Linked DNA regions of Sus scrofa: regions 2 and 3 are each linked to region 1. Evidence: chromatin contacts called from public HiChIP or PLAC-seq and promoter capture Hi-C data. All regions are on one chromosome and are shown on one strand. Each heading gives the region's core, a stretch centred on a gene start, on an enhancer-like site or on the middle of the called end of the contact. The rest is flanking DNA. Distances are from core to core; before and after follow the strand shown. Region 1 holds the start of SAMD8 (sphingomyelin synthase-related protein 1). Region 2 holds the start of PLAU (plasminogen activator, urokinase). Region 3 holds the start of NDST2 (bifunctional heparan sulfate N-deacetylase/N-sulfotransferase 2).

The links. Promoter capture Hi-C pulls out the DNA fragments that hold promoters and counts their contacts. HiChIP or PLAC-seq counts read pairs in DNA pulled down with a chosen protein or histone mark.
Region 2: a contact with region 1 is called in a promoter capture Hi-C map of fetal skeletal muscle, with 6 times the contacts expected there. The contact joins the promoter of PLAU here to the promoter of SAMD8 in region 1. A contact is called at or near these places in 1 of 5 promoter capture datasets (fetal skeletal muscle), 1 of 47 Hi-C or Micro-C datasets (fetal heart ventricle) and 1 of 2 datasets of contacts at active chromatin or transcription factors (alveolar macrophages).
Region 3: an H3K27ac HiChIP or PLAC-seq map of alveolar macrophages shows a contact between it and region 1. The contact joins the promoter of NDST2 here to the promoter of SAMD8 in region 1. A contact is called at or near these places in 2 of 5 promoter capture datasets (fetal skeletal muscle and liver) and 2 of 2 datasets of contacts at active chromatin or transcription factors (alveolar macrophages and skeletal muscle).

Annotation. Positions count from the first base shown.
Region 1 is chr14:77,678,019-77,681,514 of Sscrofa11.1, forward strand. It overlaps SAMD8 (sphingomyelin synthase-related protein 1), which reads left to right and starts at 1,269. Exons shown (of 6, transcript XM_005671120.3): 1 at 1,269-1,535. The coding sequence starts at 1,362.
Region 2 is chr14:76,627,986-76,631,170 of Sscrofa11.1, forward strand. PLAU (plasminogen activator, urokinase) reads left to right here and starts at 1,328. Exons shown (of 11, transcript NM_213945.1): 1 at 1,328-1,400; 2 at 1,736-1,823; 3 at 2,288-2,321; 4 at 2,480-2,587; 5 at 2,917-3,091. The coding sequence starts at 1,767. All of the region lies in intron 2 of LOC102160869 (atherin-like), which reads right to left. It also overlaps a transcript of CAMK2G not described here.
Region 3 is chr14:76,533,283-76,536,389 of Sscrofa11.1, forward strand. NDST2 (bifunctional heparan sulfate N-deacetylase/N-sulfotransferase 2) reads right to left here and starts at 1,413. Exons shown (of 16, transcript XM_005671114.3): 1 at 1,074-1,413; 2 at 328-421. LOC106506035 (undifferentiated embryonic cell transcription factor 1-like) reads right to left here and starts at 3,047. Exons shown (of 7, transcript XM_013983327.1): 1 at 3,002-3,047; 2 at 2,795-2,855; 3 at 2,133-2,168; 4 at 1,074-1,572; 5 at 793-988; 6 at 499-704; 7 at 410-421. The coding sequence starts at 3,047. The coding sequence ends at 410. It also overlaps a transcript of CAMK2G not described here.

The DNA.
Region 1 (3,496 bases), core at 19-2,518:
TTAAAGTAGAGATCCAGGGTGCAGAGGAGGTGGTTGGTTTCAAGGATGAATGATCGGAAAAGTTCCTCAGGTCTTGGTGGGCCACAAACTAGATGGGAACTGTACTGTTGAATGAGCTTTTGGATTATAGAGCCTAAGGAAAGTTTACTGAGTTATAGGGTCAGAGAAATGTGGAGAGGAGCATGGAGGGCCTCCTCTAAAGGGTGCCCATACGGTTGGTGGGAGAAGGTTCGAACAATGGTTCTGTTATGAAGATGGCTGGTTTTTCAAAAGAGAAGGCTAAAATTCGCCATGTATGTCCAAAGGGAGAAGGGAGGTGGATGTTGCCCTAGACTTTCTGAAGAGCCAAAGGGCAGTCATCAGAAAGATTTTGGAGTGGGAGGGAGCTTCTTCTGCCTATAAGGGCTTTTGTCCCCACAGCAGAAACAGAGAAAGGTCTATATCTGTCCTTCTGCTAGAGCTAGTTATGGGCTGAAGAAGTGAGGTCTCTTGCCCTTTCCAAGATGACTTCATGAAGGCTTGATGGGGCTGAAAGGGGTAAGAGCTGCAATTGGGAATGTCCCAGCTGCACTTGGCCTTGAGTCCAGCTTGAGGGTAAAGGCCACACCAGGGCATTCCATGGAAGCAATGCAAACTCACATTCAACCCCAGAACCTATCCCCACCCCTATTGGAGTCACTGAAGTCTGCCTTGCACCACCCAGGGAAGCAAGGCCAAGAAGGGGCTGGAGCCTAAGTGGCAAGTAGTTTGGGACTTGATTTATGCCAATGCTAGGCCTTGGTTGGGGACTTCCCTCAGGGTGGGGTAGTAAAGTGAGAGGAGCATAGGTTCTAAAGTTAGGTTTGAGTGGGAGTACTGGCTTTGGCACATATTAACTGCCCAACCTCAGGCAAGTTTCTTGGCCCTTCTTTGTTGTAATACCCTATAGAGGTGGCACAAGGAGCAAGTGAGATATTTATACGGCATTTGGCATAGGGACTGTCAGAGAGCAGAGGCAGTATATGATAACAATGATGACTGCAGGTTAGCTCTTGGAGAGGAACTGGCTTCCTCCAAAGGAATTAGGGTATAAATTCCTCTTGTCTCCGAACCCTATTACCACCCCCATAGGCCTCGCCCCATCTCCACTAGCCCCTCATCTCCCACTTTGGCTCTGGGCCTGACATGCGCTCCTGTGTTTCCCTGCTGCGGTTCCACGCCTCCGCCCTTCCCTGGCGCACAGCTTGAGCCCCGTGTCCCTTCCGGTTTTGGCCCCGCCCCGCAGGCAGGGCTCCTCCTCCCCCGGTAGGGCCCCGCCTCCAGAAGCAGTTCCGGTTCGGATTCGAGCGGCTGCCGGCGCGGCTGAGAGGTGGGCCGGAGCGATGCCAGCGCGCAGCCGCTACCGCCCCCGCCTCCATTCCGGCTCCCCTCCCCGAGCCCCGCCCCCGCCGCTCGAGGCGTTTTACTCCGGCGAGGCCCGGAGGGCGCCGGACTCCGACAACGGCTGGTACGCCGACTCGGAGGTGGGTCCGGGGAACCTGACTCGGGCCGCGGAGGTGAGCGGGAGCTGAGGCGGAGAGGGGAGTTTGGGGGGCGCCTGCAGCCAAGGGTGAGTGGGGAATCGGGGTTGGAGCCGGGGGCTGCCGTGGACAGGGATCCCGAGGGGCCCCGAGAGGCGGTTGAGGGAGCTTGGAGAGTCAGCTCTAGAATGGAATCTGAGGGAAATGGAGGTTGTTGAGCCGAGGCCCGGAGTGGTTAACACCCGAGCCTGGGTGTTAAGTAGAGGCCGAGGGGCGAGTGAGAGGGAGTGGGAAGCTGAGGGAGAGGTGCCCTTGAAGAGTTGGGGGCTTGGAGGTTTTCGAAAGCCGGGTGGCGAGGGGCGAATACGCAAGGGGTCCCGCAGGAACGTGGGACGGGAGGAAGAGATGCTCTGGGATTTGGCCAGTGGGGGCCGAGGGATGAGAGGAGCAGGAGCAGGACCAGGGTCGATGTTGCCACCTGGCCAGGGAGAGGGAAATGGCTTGGGACTGACGAGATCGCGCACCGAAGGGGGTTCTGGTCATTAGAGGAAGGATTTAGGTTTGAAGAGGAAGGGGCTATCGGGTGGCCTTAAAGACCAGAAAAAGAGAAATGGGCTCAAGAAAGAAAAGGAGCCCTTGGGAGCCCTAATTTAGGATTTTGGCATTTTCACAGGCGTCTTTTAAAGCATGGGAATCACTAGGGTAATATAATTGGTTAATGGGGTTTTCTCATCTGTGGACAGTGAATCCTTTTTTAAGAATATGAAGTGGGAGGGGTGGTGTTAAAAACACTGATTTGCCCACAGGACTAGGGGAAGTAGTGAAAAGGAAGTGAAGTTTGGAAAAGAGTGAAAGAGATTCTGAAAATAAAGATAAGCATTTGGGTTTCTTGTAACAGTAATAGTGTGATTTTCTTTGTATTTTAAAAAAAAATATATCTTAAATACTAGACAAGTGTAGATCTTTAAAAAAAGAATGAAAAGGCTTAAATTTGAAACAAGAATTTGGACGTTTCGATTTTACTGATACTCAGTATTGACTGGTTTCACTTTGGCAGCTTGAGTTGAGGCATATTTGCCACAGGGTAAAAATATAGTGAATGCAAATGTCTAGGTTGAAAAGGAACGTAAAACTATGTGTGAAATCACCACAGTTCAAGAGGCTACCAGATCTTTCTCTCACCCATAATGAGTTATCTCTTGAAAAGTGGAACGGTACTTTTGAAGGATTTGCAGAACTAAAATTAATGTAATTTTGAAGCGATTTTATGAGTAATATTTTATAGTTAATAATAGAGTTATCTAGAAAAATAAAGGGGATCTTGTTGGCGGTTAACACAGCAGATAGGTGGGTACACAGATGCCTTTCATAGAAGACGTAGCACCAAAGCCATAATTGTGCCAGAAAAATAATGATGGCAGGATTTATATTCTCTTTAGTAGAAATAGATTAATTTCTTTTTGTAATTGTTAAGTTATAACGTGGCTTCCTGAAATGGTGGTTAAGAGTTTAGCCACATCTCATTTGTTTTACTTTTACAACTTTTTATCCAGTTACAGGTTTGCAAAGTTGTTTGCTATTTCAAAACAATCTTTTAATCAAATATTCCTACTCTAAATGGGTATCTACCGTTTAATCTTCAGGAGATGATAATTTACTGATTGCAGCAAGCTGTTAAATTAATTTATGTATATAGATTTTGTTATCTTCAAATGCTTATGGGCTAATAATTATTTCTTCAAAGAGAAGATGAATTCTTTGCTTTGCTTTTAGCTGTTAAAAGATTAACTCTCTTTTCTTTAAATTTATACAATTTTTAGTTGAAGAAGTATACATAGTATTACTATTATTTGTTTTTATTTGTTTGCCCTCACCAGGCTGAAATTCTCTAGAGACCTATCTTCATACTTAGCTCTAAATAAGTCTTGGCGTGTAAAAATTGCTGAACTGAACTGAAATGTAAGAACTCTCTATTAAGGTTACATCTTAATGTTACT
Region 2 (3,185 bases), core at 78-2,577, 1.0 Mb before region 1:
CTGAACTTCAGAGTCACTGCTGTGCTTCTTCAACTCTGCCTGAGGGATATGTGCGTGTGAAAGGGCTTGTGCGTGTGTACACAACTGCGTGCGCTCACCCACAAGCAGGAAGCATAGGTGGAGTCCTTTACACATGATCTGTCTTTATGGAGACCGATCTTATCTGATGAGCAATTATTTTATCTTACTAGAAACAAGGCTCTACGATGAAGTAGAATACTAAATACGCATGCATTTAAAAATCTGCAATTATCTTTTTGGAATGGGTGACACAAAGATGTGTTTTCAAAAATGTAAATAGTGTAAAAGGCCATACAGTGACAAATAAATCTCATTCTTGCCCTCAAGTTCCCTAATTTCTCTCCTCAGAGGTAAAAAGAAAACTTTCTATATTAATCAAACTTTACCTTTCCATTAATCAAGACTTTACACTTTCTAGTCTTTATTAAGTGTCTATACTATGGCCCAGGCAAACTAATGATTGGTTCATTAAAGGAACTTTCTGAAAGACCTATCAACACTTCAAAAGAAAGTGTCAGCAGTCTGTGCCCTAAGACTTTGTTATCACAATCCTATAATATCATACCAGATGAGCCCTAATTCTTATCCAGCCCTCATGTTCAAAGACCTCCCTTAAACCAAACTGCCAATTCCCAATGAAATCCATGCCCCCCCCCACCCCAACACCACAAGCTATCTTGCTGCAGTGAGCAACAAATTCAGCTAGCGTTATTCACTTAGGGGGAGCTGGCATACAACCGAGGCAGCCCGGGTGAGCAGGGGGGTTTTGTCCGTTTCAGAGAGCATGAGCATGTGTCAGGAGTATTTTCACATTGAGAAAGAGACTTCACAGCGCTGAGAACTATGCCCGTATACCCAGGGGTCCGAATCACTCTCGTAGGCAGCTGGGGCTAAGGGTAGAAAGGGTGAGAAAGAGCTGATTGAGGGGATCTGGGAGGCAGCATCATAGCTGGGGGCAGGGGTAGGGCATCTCCCAAATCGATCTTCTTTTTGTAATTCGGGGTTTGGTGGGGAGGTGCTGCTCAGGGGCGGGACCCAGGGCAGGTGAATGCGAGGAGGGGGCGGGGATTTTAGGTGCCTCTCTTTCCCTCAGTTCAGACCAATTTATCCCTCCCCTGGGAACCGCTCTGCCCCCTCACAGTTAAGGTTGAGGAAGCCCGTGGGGGGGCGGTCCGAGTCAGAGCTGGCCTGCAGGGAAGAGGAGGGAAGGGAGTGGATGGGAAGATCCCAGGCTAGGGCGGGGCCAGGGCTGGGGCGAGTCCTAATATAGAGCCTGCACTGCGGGCTTAGGAGCACAGCGCGGAGACTGAAGTCCTAGAGCCTGCCGAGCATCAGAGTGCCTACTAGTCCCCGCTGTCCCATACAGGCCATAGTCGAGGGTGAGTGTGGGCCACCCTAAGAGCACAGGGTGGATGCAGGCAGCCCCCCTCCTGCCGGCTTCACTTCCCCCTACCCGCTGGCCCCGCTCGGCAGCGGCTCCGCGGGGTCACCGCGACTCTGTGCCCAGCGCACAGGAGTCCTTCTGCGTGGCGGATCCAGGCTGTGCCGCGATCCCTGAGTCTCCAGAGAGGAGGGACGGTCAGGTTCGGGGAACCTGGTCACCGCGGGCTCATCCTGCAGGGGACCTAGGGGCTCCTGCCCCCAACTGCAGTAACCCAGCCTGTCCGCCTTCGCGTTTCTCCCCTTCTTCCCCTGACTTCTCCTTCCCTTGCAGAGCCGCTGTCTAGAGCCCAAGCCTCGCCAGCATGAGAGTCCTGCGGGCGTGCCTGCTCCTCTGTGTCCTGGTCGTGAGCGACTCCAAAGTGAGTGGCTTCTGTGCTTTGACTCTTGGCGGCGGGAGGGGGCTTGCAAGACCCCTGAACAGGGCCCGGGAAAGGAAGGGGCTGCTTAGGGAGCTAGGGTCCTCTAAATCCCATCAACGGCAGGGCCAGACCCTCCCTGGGAAATAGGGCAGGTGTGACATTGGGGTGTTGAGAACCAAGTGAGCTCTCAGTGGCTGGCAGGGGAGAAAGAAGCCGCAGGGACTGCCCTGCTCTGCTGGCACTTGATTCGTGAAGCTTGCTTGAGTCAATCCATTTCTCTCTGCTGGAAACCTATGATCTTTCATTTGAGAGCTAGGCAGACACGAACGGGGTGAAGAGAGAGGGAACCAGAGGGAAGGGTGAGCTTGGGGGTGGGGGCCAGTTTATCCTCACCCTGGAACCGCAGGAGCATGGAACCTTTGTTGAACTTTCCCTTTCTCTCCCTCCCTACTCATCTCTTCCAGGGCAGCCATGAACTTCATCAAGAGTCTGGTGCATGTGAGTATCCACCCCTTGCACAATATCTGCTTGCACTGATATCTTGGAAAAGCCTCAGGGGGCAGCCCCTCCCTTTACCAGCAAGAGGACTGGCTCCCTGATTGCTTCCTCCCACACTCCTTGCTTACCCCCCACCCCCCAACCTTTGTGTTCTGCAGCGAACTGTGGCTGTCTGAATGGAGGAAAATGTGTGTCCTACAAGTACTTCTCCAACATTCAGCGATGCAGCTGCCCAAAGAAATTCCAAGGGGAGCACTGTGAGATAGGTATGTGGATCCTGATTCTAACTGGAGAGGAGGAGGCACCAGGGATTGTGGGGCAGGGAGACATGGGTGGGATGCAAGAGCAGGCAGGCGTTAGGAGTTGGGGGTAAAAAGGAGGGGGGCATCTTTGTTCCCAGTGATATATAGTCAAACACAAACATGCACTATCTCATGAAGCTGTGGCTGCACAAATGGGAGGTGGGGATGGAAAGAAGACCCTTTCTAGTGTCTTCTGCCTAGCCTGAAATCATGTGAGGCCTGGAAGGCTCTCTCAAATGCCTGTCTCAACTTCCTCCTCTTTCTAATATTCTCATCCTCACATCCTTCCATAGACACATCGCAAACCTGCTTTGAGGGGAACGGTCACTCTTACAGAGGGAAGGCCAATACCAACACTGGAGGCCGGCCCTGCCTGCCCTGGAACTCTGCCACTGTCCTTCTGAACACGTACCATGCCCACAGACCTGACGCCCTGCAGCTGGGCCTGGGGAAACACAATTACTGCAGGTGAGGTGGGGGTGGCAAGGACCCTCTGCATCACTTCACAGAAACCCTCATTACCATCCTTTTTGTTTTCCGAGTGCTGGTCAGAGCACGAGAA
Region 3 (3,107 bases), core at 163-2,662, 1.1 Mb before region 1:
GGGTAAAATCAATCAGCATGAAAGGAGAACTGAGAGAGGATCAAAATGGTGACAGGGAGGGGGGTGAATCCTAAGAGGAAACTCTGGAGCAAACACAATAGTCAGAAGTCACTGTGGGGAAGTAGATACCGGGGGTGTATCACCCATAATGTTAAGAATAATAGTTAACATTTACTGAGGGCTTACTCTTTGCCAGACAGTCTTATAAGAGCTTTCCATAGATTTAATGCTTACACTAGCCTTAAAAGGTAAGTAAGAGGTAGATACTCTTTTTATCCCCATTTTACATGCCAGTAATTTGAGGTCCAGAGAAGTTAAGTAACTTGCCCAGGATCACACAGCTCAGTGGAGGAACTGGGATGCAAAGTCAGGCCTGTCAAGGTTCAGCCCTGCTCTTAACCACTGCATTTTAGCTTCGGACCTAGAAGAAGAAGCAATATTTAGGGAAGGGGTGCAGAGAAAGTATTGGGGGAGGCTGTGAGGTGGAATGCTAAATACCGAAGCGGGACCACCGCGCAGAAAGGTGCTGAACGTGTGCGCAGCAGCGGGAGGTTCGACGGAAAGCAGCGGAGGTGGGGGCTGGGGAGGCCGGGGGGTGTGGGGCCCACGGTGGAGACCAGCGGCGCGGATGCCGCGGGAGGAGGGGGACAGAGCAGCGCCGTGGGCGTAGAGGGCGGGCACATGGGGGCTGCGGATGGAGGGACCTGCCGGGGGGGAACACGCGGTCACAGGTGGGTATGGAGAGTCGGGCGTGGAGCGTTGAAGGGGAAAGGGCAAGGGGCGCGCGCGGACTAGAGTCAGCGGTGACATCGGGGCAGGAGAGCCCCGAGGGGAGGAGGAGCCCCGTGCTGAGGGGACGAGCAGACAGGAATGAGGCCACTACCAGGGCCGGCCGGCGGGAGGGACAGGGGGAGGGGAACGCGGGCCGCCCCGAGGGGCCGCCCGGGACGCCCCTGCGGGAGGTTTTGGTGGCCACGGTGAGGGAAGTCTGTGAGGGTAGAAGTGCGGGGACCGTGGGTGGGGGCCACACTCTGAGAGGGGCGGGGGGGGGGGTCTTCCCAAGGGCGTCTCACCCGGCGGACTGGGCGGCGTCCCCGCTGTCCCCGGGCTCCGCCACGTCCCGGGGCTGCCCGGCTTCCCTGCTCTCGGGGCCTCGGGCCGCGTCGCGGCGGCTCCGCCATCTCCGAGCGAACGCTCTGCCGCAGCCGGGCCCAACCACCGCTCCCACCGGGGGGGAGGCGGCGCGCTGCCGCTAGCGGCCCCGTTCGGGTCCCTGCCGCCTCCGGGCCTGGCAGCCGCGCGGCCGAGGTGCGGGGCCGCCGAACGGTGTTCCGCAGCGCTCGGCCGAGCCGCCGCCTTAGATACAGCAGGCTCTGCGCGCCGCCGGCAGAGGCACCCCCCTCCTCCCTGCGCGGTGGCACAGTCTGGCGAGCGTCGGGCGCCGCGTCTCTGGGTGCAGGGGCGGGCCGAGGGTGCGGGTTCTTCCACTCCGCCCGGCTGAGGGGGGGAGCCGGGCCGGCCCACTGAGGGACGGGGCGGGGGGGCGGGGTCGGTCCTGGATGCCGGCGGGGCCTGGGGGCGGGGCGAGACCCGGAGCTCAGTCCCTAAGGGCCCAAGTTCTTCCCTCCACCCCAAACTCGCTTCAGCGGCTGGGGGGACTGATTGGAGGCTGATGAATTTATGAGGAAGATTAATTCTTAAATGGGCACAAAAGGAGTGGGAGAAAGTACATCTCTCCACCTGAAACCTTGTAACCCAGGCTGCTAAAATCTAAGCCTCTGGCCTTAAGCCTCCAACAGCAGTAACACCATGGACTGTTTAAAGGTTATTTTATTAAATATCTTCAGTTCAAGGTTTCATTGTAACAAAGCTATGAAGGGTCTACCAACATTCAGAACAAACACTATTTTTAAATTATTTCTATGTCGTCATGCAAAAATTCTGCATCAAATGCCTTCCATTTCCTGTTTAAAAGGTGTTTTTTTTTTTTAATAGTCTATTGTCTATAGATGCTGACATTAGCCCCAGAAGAGGAGTAAGAATGCTTAAGAAGTGGGGCTGGAGCAGCCATATGAAGCTATGGGTCTTAATGAACTCTAAGACCATTTGTCTTCAAGCCAGCAAAACCAAACCCTGTGGTGAAGGTGTCTGCGTGCTGGTACTGCAGGCTGCAGGGCAGTAAGGGGCCCAGGGGCTGGGGCATGCAGGAGGTGCTCCGAGGAGCCTGGCTAAATCCAAGCACCAGCACCTATAAGTCTGCTCTCTTCTCAGCTGGCTCCAAGGTAAACCTGTAGCTTTGCCTCTTCCCCCAGCTCCTGTGCTTCCTTAAGGCAGTCCGGGGAGCTAGGGTCTACCCATCTTTTCCCCCAATAGTGCAGACAGGTCTGCACAGTTGTTTTGGGGGGAACCAAGGCCATGACCAATTGCTCCTCCATTATCTTCTCTGCTGTCTGCTTAAAGCATAAATTTTTCCCTCCTGGAATGGAACTCCTTGAGCACAGAGAGGGACAATGAATGTAGGAGCCTTGGCTCTGGACATCTCTTTTGGGTACATGCAGGTGAGGGTGGGGGTGATGCCCATGCAGACTGTCCAGCAATAAGTCTGTACTTCAGGTGGTCAGTAAAGAGACGCCTCTTTAAAGAGGACACCTCCTCTTCTTGCCAGAGTAGTCAGGTCAATCTCAAAGACAGGAAAAGAGATGGGCGTGCAGGACGGGAAGAGTAAGGAGGGAGGCACCCCTGAGGGCAGCCTGAATGCATAGAAACAACCATCAACTCAATCCCACTGCCTTACTCCTCCCATCCCACTTGGCAGAGGGCCCAGGCCCAGATGAGGGTCGGCACAGGGACCACCACTGTGAAAAGGCAAGACAAAGATGGTCCGAATCAGCACAGAAACAGAACTGCCAAGGGCAGCAGCGGGAGCCGAGACCAAGGCCTGGCTCTCTCCTTGCTAAGTTATAAGAAAACAAACACGAAGCAAAGCGGCAACCCCTCCCACTTCCCAGCTGCAAGGATTGGGCCTCTATATCAGGGCCCACGTGCATTGTGCATCCTATAGAAATGGATGAGTAAGTGAGTGCATGTCAGACTAACACGAGGTTTCT